Regions from separate parts of the Danio rerio genome. Here region 1 is linked to region 2. Evidence: chromatin contacts called from public Hi-C data. All regions are on one chromosome and are shown on one strand. The core of a region is the stretch at or near the end of the contact, and the rest is flanking DNA. Distances in the headings are between cores, read along the strand shown. Region 1 overlaps LOC103910044 (a long non-coding RNA gene). Region 2 has its middle 45 kb from the start of mfsd12a.

Evidence for each region. A called contact is a pair of places that touch in the nucleus more often than the background predicts.
Region 1: a contact with region 2 is called in a Hi-C map of an unstated tissue, with 1.7 times the contacts expected there. The contact joins two enhancer-like sites. A contact is called at or near these places in 7 of 18 Hi-C or Micro-C datasets (caudal fin, embryo, fibroblasts and 2 more) and 1 of 4 datasets of contacts at active chromatin or transcription factors (caudal fin).

What each region holds. Positions count from the first base shown.
Region 1 is chr2:26,487,836-26,492,434 of GRCz12tu, reverse strand. It overlaps LOC103910044 (a long non-coding RNA gene), which reads right to left. Exons shown (of 6, transcript XR_012391676.1): 2 at 2,968-3,026; 3 at 2,708-2,855; 4 at 264-375. Among named protein-coding and RNA genes, the nearest start is that of prrx1a, 12 kb to the left of the region's middle. Within about 2 kb of position 2,809, at least 18 of the 62 cell types and tissues checked have an H3K27ac peak or open chromatin away from gene starts, as enhancers often do.
Region 2 is chr2:26,452,968-26,457,708 of GRCz12tu, reverse strand. It overlaps the pseudogene LOC561897. Among named protein-coding and RNA genes, the nearest start is that of mfsd12a, 45 kb to the right of the region's middle. Within about 2 kb of position 2,373, at least 4 of the 62 cell types and tissues checked have an H3K27ac peak or open chromatin away from gene starts, as enhancers often do.

The sequences.
Region 1 (4,599 bases), core at 1,560-4,059, 34 kb before region 2:
TTGCACATATTAGATATCAAACCCTAATACATTATGTATGTATGTATAGCCTCGGAGGAGGCATTTTGGATTAAAACTAGATGAAACACGTCCTCCCACAATACTGGCCCTCTGAATCTGTGCCATTACGCAACAGAAGAAAAGCCAGGTGAAATCATTCAGAAACCCAAGAGCAGTGAGAGTTTAAGACACAAGTGTGCAGACGTAGCATTAGCTTTTTCAAAGCGAAACTGCTCTTTCTTCCTCTCAGTGTGAACATCTACCTTTAAACTGTAAAATAACTTCTCGTCAGGACTCCTGTGGGGCTTCGTCAGAAGTTTAGCAGAAATTCCTGCGGCTCTTTTCCCCTCCGCCCGTTTTCAGCTTCCCTCTTTTCTAGGGTAAACAAAAGCAAGGAAACGACAAAATTTTAGCTAATCAAACTGGTCATTTACAATGTGATCCAAACACTTCAAGTGCTGTTGTTCTTCCCCTGCCAGCTATCGCTCCATTAAAGTGTGTGTGTATATTTGCTTTGGATTTGAAAACGTTTTAAAGGTTGAAGAGAGAGAGGAAAAAAAAAAATTTGGCTGACAGAATCATTTCTGAAAAACAGCCTCTGCCATTTTATTACCTGATGATGGAGACTTTGGTGTCACACGCTGAACTTTAGTTTCTTTAAAGGGCCGACGCTGGTAAATTTTTTTGTTGAACGGGAATGTTTACTTTCAAAACAGTCTGTTTATGGCACAGGAAGCGATCGTTTGAGTTTAAGTGGCCGCGAGCTGTTTTTGAATGGCTGACACTGGCTTGTTTATGTACCTGATGGCTCCCTTGGTCGGCTGATTACATGTGACCTCAGGTGACCTCACAGACAGTCCATTGGAGGAAGGGGGAGCCGGTGAGTTGTTTTTCTTTTCATCTGTCTTTCAGCTCCATGAAAGAAATCTGTCAGCTGTCGTCGCTGTAATGCAGCTCTTTAAATATCGCCTAGTGGTTTGTTTATGTCATGTTTCGCAGATTGAGACTCTCAAGCACAATTATTTTTCTTTTTCTTCAATTTGTCAAAACATTAGGAATATGATCAATTTCACATAGGATATTGGCTGAAAATTAATTATTATTGGTAGTATTAATAAAATTAGTTGTTATTTGGCTATTTATACGTGCATTTTCTTTATTTTACCATTTTGATTATTGTTTCAGTCTAACTCTCACTTAAAGTAAGTCATTCACTTACAGTTGTTTTCAATGCTTTTTGAGGCCTGTAAGTTTTTTTTTAAAATACAAAAATATTTAGACATTTTAAAAAGTACAGTTGAAGTCAGAATTATTAGCCCCCCTGAAAAATTAGCACCCTGTTTATTTTCCCCCAATTTCTGCTTAACGGAGAAAAGATTTTTTCAACATATTTTTAAACATAATAATTTTAATTACTCATTTCTAATAACTATATTATTTTATATTTGCCATGATGACAGTAAATAATATTTGACTAGATATTTTTCAAGACACTTCTATACAGCTTAAAGTCACATTTAAAGGCTTAACTAGGTTAATTAGTTTAACTAGGTAGGTTAGGCTAATTAGGCAAGTTATTGTATAACGATGGTTTGTAGACTATCGAACAACAGTATAGCTTAAAGGGGCTAAAAAATTTCCTTAAAATTAATTTATAAAAATTTTTAACTGCTCTTATTCTTATCAAGATAAAACAAATAATAATTTCTCCAGAAGAAAAAATATTATCAGACATTACTGTGAAAATATCCTTGCTCTGTTTAATATCATTTGGGAAATATTTAAGAAAGAAACAAATTCAAAGGGGGCCAATAATTTTGACTTCAACTGTATATAAATTACAGAAAAATTATAACAGCCTCTGTAAAAAATATTAAGCAGCACAAATAATAAAAATAAACGCTGATAATAATGAGAATAACTTTAGTCAGAAGACAATGTTGTTTGATACCAAACAAATGGCTGCCTTGTGCTTTCCAAAAGCAGTTGGCTTCGGCCTCTTTCATCCAATCCAATAAGTCTGGATTTGGACCATCCCTGATTGCTTGACCTTTAGTGGTTAAGGACAAGAATTGTGTTTTTCAACAATCCAACTCTGAGCTGTTTCTTAAATGATGCATCTATATTAAAATTCCAGTCATTATTCCAATTGTGATGCCTTTAATGTGGCTTCTCCCCACAAGCTGGGCTCGTTCCATCCAATTTACGGCGGAATCTTTATGATCCAAGCAGTTCATGAGTCAAACCCTTTCCAAACACAGCCAGCCTCTGAGGACCTGCAATATACGGGATGTTCACTTTGGAGAGGGAGCCATTTCCTATTTCGACAGTTTTTTTAAAACCATTTTTTTTAACATAACCCTCTTTGAACCATTTATATCAAGGTCGATGGGCCTTGAACGGTTTCTTAACAAAGTGAGTCTCTGGATGGAGGGATTTTTAATGACACATGCGAAAACCTGGACAGAATCATTACTGTCCTCACGCCAACATCAACCAAACACCTAAGAATGAACATATGACAAAACATGTAAGTATGTTCTCAGATGGGACGCTATGCGTATATATCTTTATTCGCACTTTTGATTTCATAAAAAAACAAAAAAGTTCTGCATGTGAGAGATGTGTGAGGAAGCCACAAAAAAAAGAAAGAACAAACAAGTTTCATGTTGTCTCCTCCGTCCCCCTGCCCAGGCGTCCATCTTACCTTTCACAGCCGGGACTCGCTGACCCCAAGTGCTTCCAGATGTCGTCCAGATCTGACCCGAGCCCCGATCATACGTCCCTCCTCAGCCGCGAGCCCACTGACAGAGGCTCCCCGTGGACACACAGCTCACCCCCATCAACCTCCACATCTGGAGCCCATTAGCAAGGAGACAGTCAGGGAGAGAGAGAGAAAATGGGGTGGGGGTTCAGTTAAACTAGCATTGGCTGGAATTGCAGTTTGATCTTTACTCAAGTCGTTACCTTTAAAAACGAGACACTTCTCTTATGTGTTGCTTCTTCTAGAAAACATCGGGTATTAACTTGATAAAACGAAGGAAACAAAAGATAGTTATTTAACTTAATGTAATTTTCCCTTGATAAAATGATAATGTTTGACAAATGTTGAATGTGATGTTTAGATGAATTAAAATGGCCGTCATTTTAATAATAAACAAACAGTAAGAATGCTACAGTAAAAATTTATAAACTGTAGCTTTAACAGTACAGTTTACTTAGTACAGTGCAGTGTTTCTTCTAGGATTTTTTCCATCTGTGGCAGCAGGCCTTTTTTTTACACAGATCTACCAACTATCTATGGCGTTATTATTTCAATGTCAAATGTCGTGACTGCAGTATTACAAGTCAAGATCGCATTTATGTTATAGCCTAGAGCATGCGGATCTCTTTGCTTGCACGCTTTTTCCTCTACTTGTGCACAAAACTTCCGAACACTTCCGAAACACTAGCTGGCAGTAGGTTTTCATATTCCTCTGTGTCGTGTTTCTTTGTAAGTGTTATGTTTTTCTAAATGCTACCTTAACAGCTAGTAGCTAAAACTCGCTTATTCTGAGGCGGGAACCAGTGGACGTGCAACAATTTTAAGGTAAACAAAAAACGTTCCACCTGGACCTCCTTCACAGGACTTGACACTTGTAAACACTTGCTCCAACGCGTTTTCGTGGCTCTTGGTCCCGCCCACACACATCAGAGCTAACAAGCCGACAAATCACAGAGCTTGCGCTACGTGTCGTTGCAACGTGTAGTTACGTTTTTTAAGAGGTGCGCAGTGTAAATGAAATTAAGAGGTGAAGTATAAATCAGCCTTTTATTCATACAAAAATCATGCTAACACCATGCTTAGTTGTGTTAGAAACATGCTAAATCATGTTGGAACCATGCTAACAACATGCTAATTCATAATAGAAAACATGCTAGCAACATGCTAATTTATGCTAAACATGCTTATTTATGTCGGAATCATGTTAACAACATGGGGATCAATGTTAAACCATGCTAACAACATGTTTATTTATGTCGGAATTATGTTAACAACATGGAAATCAATGTTAAAAACATGCTAACAACATGTTTAATTATGTCGGAATCATGTTAACAACATGGGAATCAATGTTAAAAACATGCTAATAACATGGTAATTCATGCTAGAATAATGCTAGTTACATGTTAATTCATACAATGATCATGCTAATACCATGCTAATTTGTGCTAGAAACATTGATTACATTGTTGACTGCATGGATTGTAAACATTCTTTTAGCCAACTTGATACTTTTTCAAACTAAATAAATTACTTAAAACAGGCTTTCTCAAGCCACCATAAAGTTTGACCTCAAACTTTAACTAATTTATGCTGGTATCATGCTATTACCAACCACAGACACAGGGATCAACGTTAAAGCTTTCTACTGACTTGCTTCAGTCTTTAAAGTGGTTACATTGTTGACTGCAGGGATTTTAAACATTTTTAGCTAACTTGATACTTTTTCAAACTTAATAAACTACTTAAAATAGGCCTTCTCATGTCACCATGCACAACATGCTAATCAATGGTAGAAACATGCTAATAACATGGTAGTTTATGCTAGAATAATG
Region 2 (4,741 bases), core at 1,124-3,623:
GTGTGTGTGTGTGTGTGTGTGTGTGTGTGTGTGTGTGTGTGTGTGTGAGAATGAGAGCGTATGGGTGTTTCCCAGTGATGGGTTGCAGATGGAAGGGCATCCGCTGCATAAAACATGCTAAATAAGTTGGTGGTTAATTCTGCTGTGGCGACCCCTAATTAAAAAAGCCGAAAAGAAAATGAATGAATGAAAGAATTAGATAAGTATTAAAGACTAGAAATAAAGAAAGCACCACAAGTGAGCCTACATATAAAAAAATAAAAATAAATAACTTTAATATAAAACATAGGTTTAATAGCCTACTAAGTAGGCCTATTGAGTAAATTATACTAATCATACAGGCATATGTGCACGCAATTCACTCCCAAAATTGCAGTCTGTTAATTGTCGCCAAGTGTGTTAATGTGAGGACAGTAGCCTACACCGGAAGAAAAGAAGTGCCTATATTTTTGTTAGAAAAATCTTTTTTTTTTAATCTTTTAACTTTATCTTTTTTTTTTATGGGTACTTATCAACAAAATAAACAAGAAGAACAAAAAACATTTGATGTCAAATTAAATGGGTTCAAGGCCTTGATTCCAAGGTCAAAACAAAATCACATTTATTGTCTGATTTTATGTAAACAAAAATTCATTCATTCATTCTCTTTCCTTCAGCTTATGCCTGATTTATCACGGGTCACCATAGTGGAATGAGCCAGCTTATTCAGCATATGTTTTACACAGCAGATGCCCTTCCAGCGGCACCCCAGTACTGGGAAACACCCATATACACTCACATTCTTACACACTCGTACACTACAGCCAATTTAATTCATCCAATTCACCTATAGCGCATGTCTTTGGACTGTGGGGAAACCACCTGGAGGAAACCCACGCGAACACGTAAAGAACATGCAAAATCCACACAGAAATGCTAATTGGTCCATCTTCTTGCTGTGAGGCGACAACCTGCTTGTAGTAAAAAGTTTTACCTGTAGTAATTTTGTACCTGTAGAATGAAGTATTACATTCATTTGGAGAAACCTTGTGTTATAGACATCCACTCTTTTATCACATCATTCACCCTCAGCCAGCTCACCACAATAACACATAAATCTGGCAGTCAACTGGAGCTTATTTATGCAAGACATTGCATTTCACAAATTGTCACCACTAAATATTGCAAATATAAGTAAACAGAAATAATGTACAGTATAGTTTATAAAGTCATGGTGCAGTGAAAAAATTATTAATTATGTATTATTAATTATATGACTCCCATGAACTTGGAGGACTGCCTCCATACATCTTACAATACAATACAATGACTCAAATAACTCATTAATAAAGTCATGTCGAGTGGCAAAGAAAGCACTCTTGCAGGACTCCCAGAGTTCATCAAAATTCTTTGGATTCATCTTCAATGCCTCCTCCATCTTTCCCCACACATGCTCAATAATGTTAATGTCTGGAGACTGGGCTGGCCAATCCTGAAGCACCTTCACCTTCTTTGCCCTTAAGAACTTTTATGTGGAGGCTGAAGTAGAGACGGAGTGCTATCCTGCTGAAGAACTTGCCCTCTCTTGTGGTTTATAATGCAATGGGCAGCACAAATGTCTTGATACCTCAGGCTGTTGATGTTGCCATGCACTATGTAACCCCAAACTATGATTTTTCCTTCACCAAACTTGACAGATTTCTGTGAGAATCTTGGGTCCATGTGGGTTCCAGTAGGTCTTCTGCAGCAATTTGTGATGATTGGGATGCAGTTCAACAGATTATTCATCTGAAAAATCTACCTTCTGACACTTTTACAAATAAACCCAAATGAAGTTATTATTTGTTGCTCTTGCAACTGGGATCGATGACAAGACTTTTGTCAGGTAGTGCACATAATACATGTGTTATTTAAGAAAGGACCAATACAAGGATTGTATATGTAAATGGAACTTTTGTCAGTACACAATTTATTTAGACCAGCTTTTTCTTCTTCTGAATCACAACCTTTAAATGTAATTAAAATGGTTGCCTCTTTAATTTCTGTTGGTTTCAAAATATATATTTAGTTGTGTTTGCTTCATGCAGCTTTGTACTGGTGGCTATGAGGCTATTCACGTATCACATCTAAAACCGTGTGGAAAGTCAAAGATGTTGGTAAGTCAAACACCATATACTGCGTGCAAATTTGCATTGAGCTGCTCTTTAGCCCAAATGAACTGTACTGTTCATTCTCTAATGCTTTAAAGGAAACTCCCTGTTTCCCTGAGTGAAGGAAACAACAGTACACTAAAACTGCAGGAGAAGGAAAACAGGTCTGAGCGGAAGACGGCATGAGAGAGTTTTTCTAACAAAGTAGCCACACCATAAATCCTCAGAGCGGCTTATGGAAGGAAGTAGTGATATTATACATATGTCCCAGAGGCTTTGCACCTTCCTCCCCAGGCTGATTAAGAGGCCTCATTCATAAAGGCCAGAAACAGGCCCGCTATTGTGCTGCCTTATCATAATTCATCCATATATTCAATTCAATCAGCCCCCTGCTGCTGCTCAAAATTACCTCTGATTTATACACTTAATTATGAACCAGAGAACAGCACTGTCATGAAAGGAAAACTAGCATATTATTATTACGTCGAGTTTGATTTGAGAAATGAAAGACATCAAGTGATTCATCCATTTTGATGAACCTGGTTTGAGTTTATGATTTATCACCTTATATATACATTCAACTTTTGTTTAACAAATTACAGATTGTTCAATGCAGGGGTTCCCAAACTTTTCAGCCCGCGACTCCCAAAATGACAATGCCAGTGACTCGTGACCCCCAATATTCTCTGAGGTGGTGGTTATAAATACAGAAACCTTGTATGCAATGATGCACACACACACACCAATAGACCTAAGTCTATTCTTTGTTTTTTTTATGTATGTCAGTGCTGTAAATGGGCTAGAAAGTTTAACCTGATGTTACAAAATCAATCTGCTGCATCTGACAGTATTGCTGTGTCTTTAGTATAATGCAATTACCAGAGAAGTCGCAATCCAATAGAACTATTAACTATAAGCAACTATAGTAACTATATAGTTTATAGTAACTATAAACGACTATTTATTTCTCTTCAGTAGGTTATTGATAAAATACAGTAAGTCTTAAGGTTTAATGAAAAATAATTTATTTTTGAAAATCACCAGGCGACCCCCCTTTATTGACCCGCGACCCCTCTGGGGGTCCCGACCCCCACTTTGAGAACCTCTGGTTCAATGAACAAAATGAATCTTTTTCAGAAAAAAAATATTGTTATTAAAATTAAAAAGCTCTGAGTTATAAAAATAATAGTTGAAGTTTTTGTTTGTCAGTGATATTCATTCATTCATTTTCCTTCAGCCTAATCTCTATTTCAGAGGTCGCCACAACGGAATGAACCACCAACTATTTTAGCATATGTTTTACAAAGTGGTTGCCCTTCCAGCTGCAACCCAGTATTTGGAAACACCCATACAGACTTATTCACTCACTCATAAACTATGGGCAATTTAGTTTATTCAATTCACCTATCCACCTTATTCTTAGAGTACGAGCGGGCGCAGCCATTTGAATCTTTTTGGCTTGAGACTATCGGTCTCATTCACTTCCATTCGTTTTTAGACATTAAAAACAGCTTGTTTTTGCTTGATGTTGCAAACTGATATTTTCTTATTATATGATTCTGCTTTGTCTGTATAGTCATGAAAACACTTGTTTGTAGAGCAAGTTTGACCGTTTTCTGCCGTTTATTATTCCTAGTAATTTCTCTCATATGGAGCTGAATCGGAAGTTCTAAAACAATCCCAAAAAGGAGCACACTTCCGCATTGAAGAATACGGTCAATACCGCATATGTTTGGACTGTTGGAGAAACTGGAGCAAACCCACGCGAACACACAAACTACACAGAAATGCCAACTGTTCTAGTCGGGACTTGAACCAGCAACCTTCTTGTTGTGAGTCGACAGTGCTAACCACTAAGCCACTGTGCCACCCTAGTCCATGTGATCCTTTGCTGTAGACTTTTATTACAGAACGATGGAATGTTAAAAAGGGGCAGGGTTTATTTTTGCACTCCTCTTATTGACCTTATTCTTCAATGCAGAAGTGTGCTCGTTTTTGGGATTGTTTTAGAATTTCCGATTTAGCTCCCTATGGGAGAAATGACTAGGAGTAATAAACAGCAGAAATGGTCAAACTTCTTGTGTTTATGACTATACAGACAAAGTAGAATAATATAATAAGAAAATATCAGTTTGCAACATCAAGCAGCAAAACATGCTGTTTTTAATATATAGAAACTAATAGAAGTGAATGAGACCCGAAGTGTCGAGTCAAAAAGATTCAAATGGCTGCGCCCGCTCGTACACAGAAAATAAAGTGATTAATTTTTCACTTGCAGTAAACTAATAGTTGTAGGGGCGTTGCTAAGCATATTTAGATTTTGATTTTTGATTGAGAATGTTTGATTAATAAAAATTTTGTAATACAGAAAAATGATGCACTCAGTAAGGTTTATTTATTAAAAATTTTGTAAATACAATTTAATTTTATGATTTTTTTATTGATATACTTTCTTGGGAACAATATTCATATGTTTTAGTATTCTCCTGTATTTTTCTATATTTTTTGTTATTTCATATTTTGGTATAATAATAGCATAATATATAATTTATATAATATAGAAATATTTATTTATTTTATATATATATATATATATATATATATATATATAT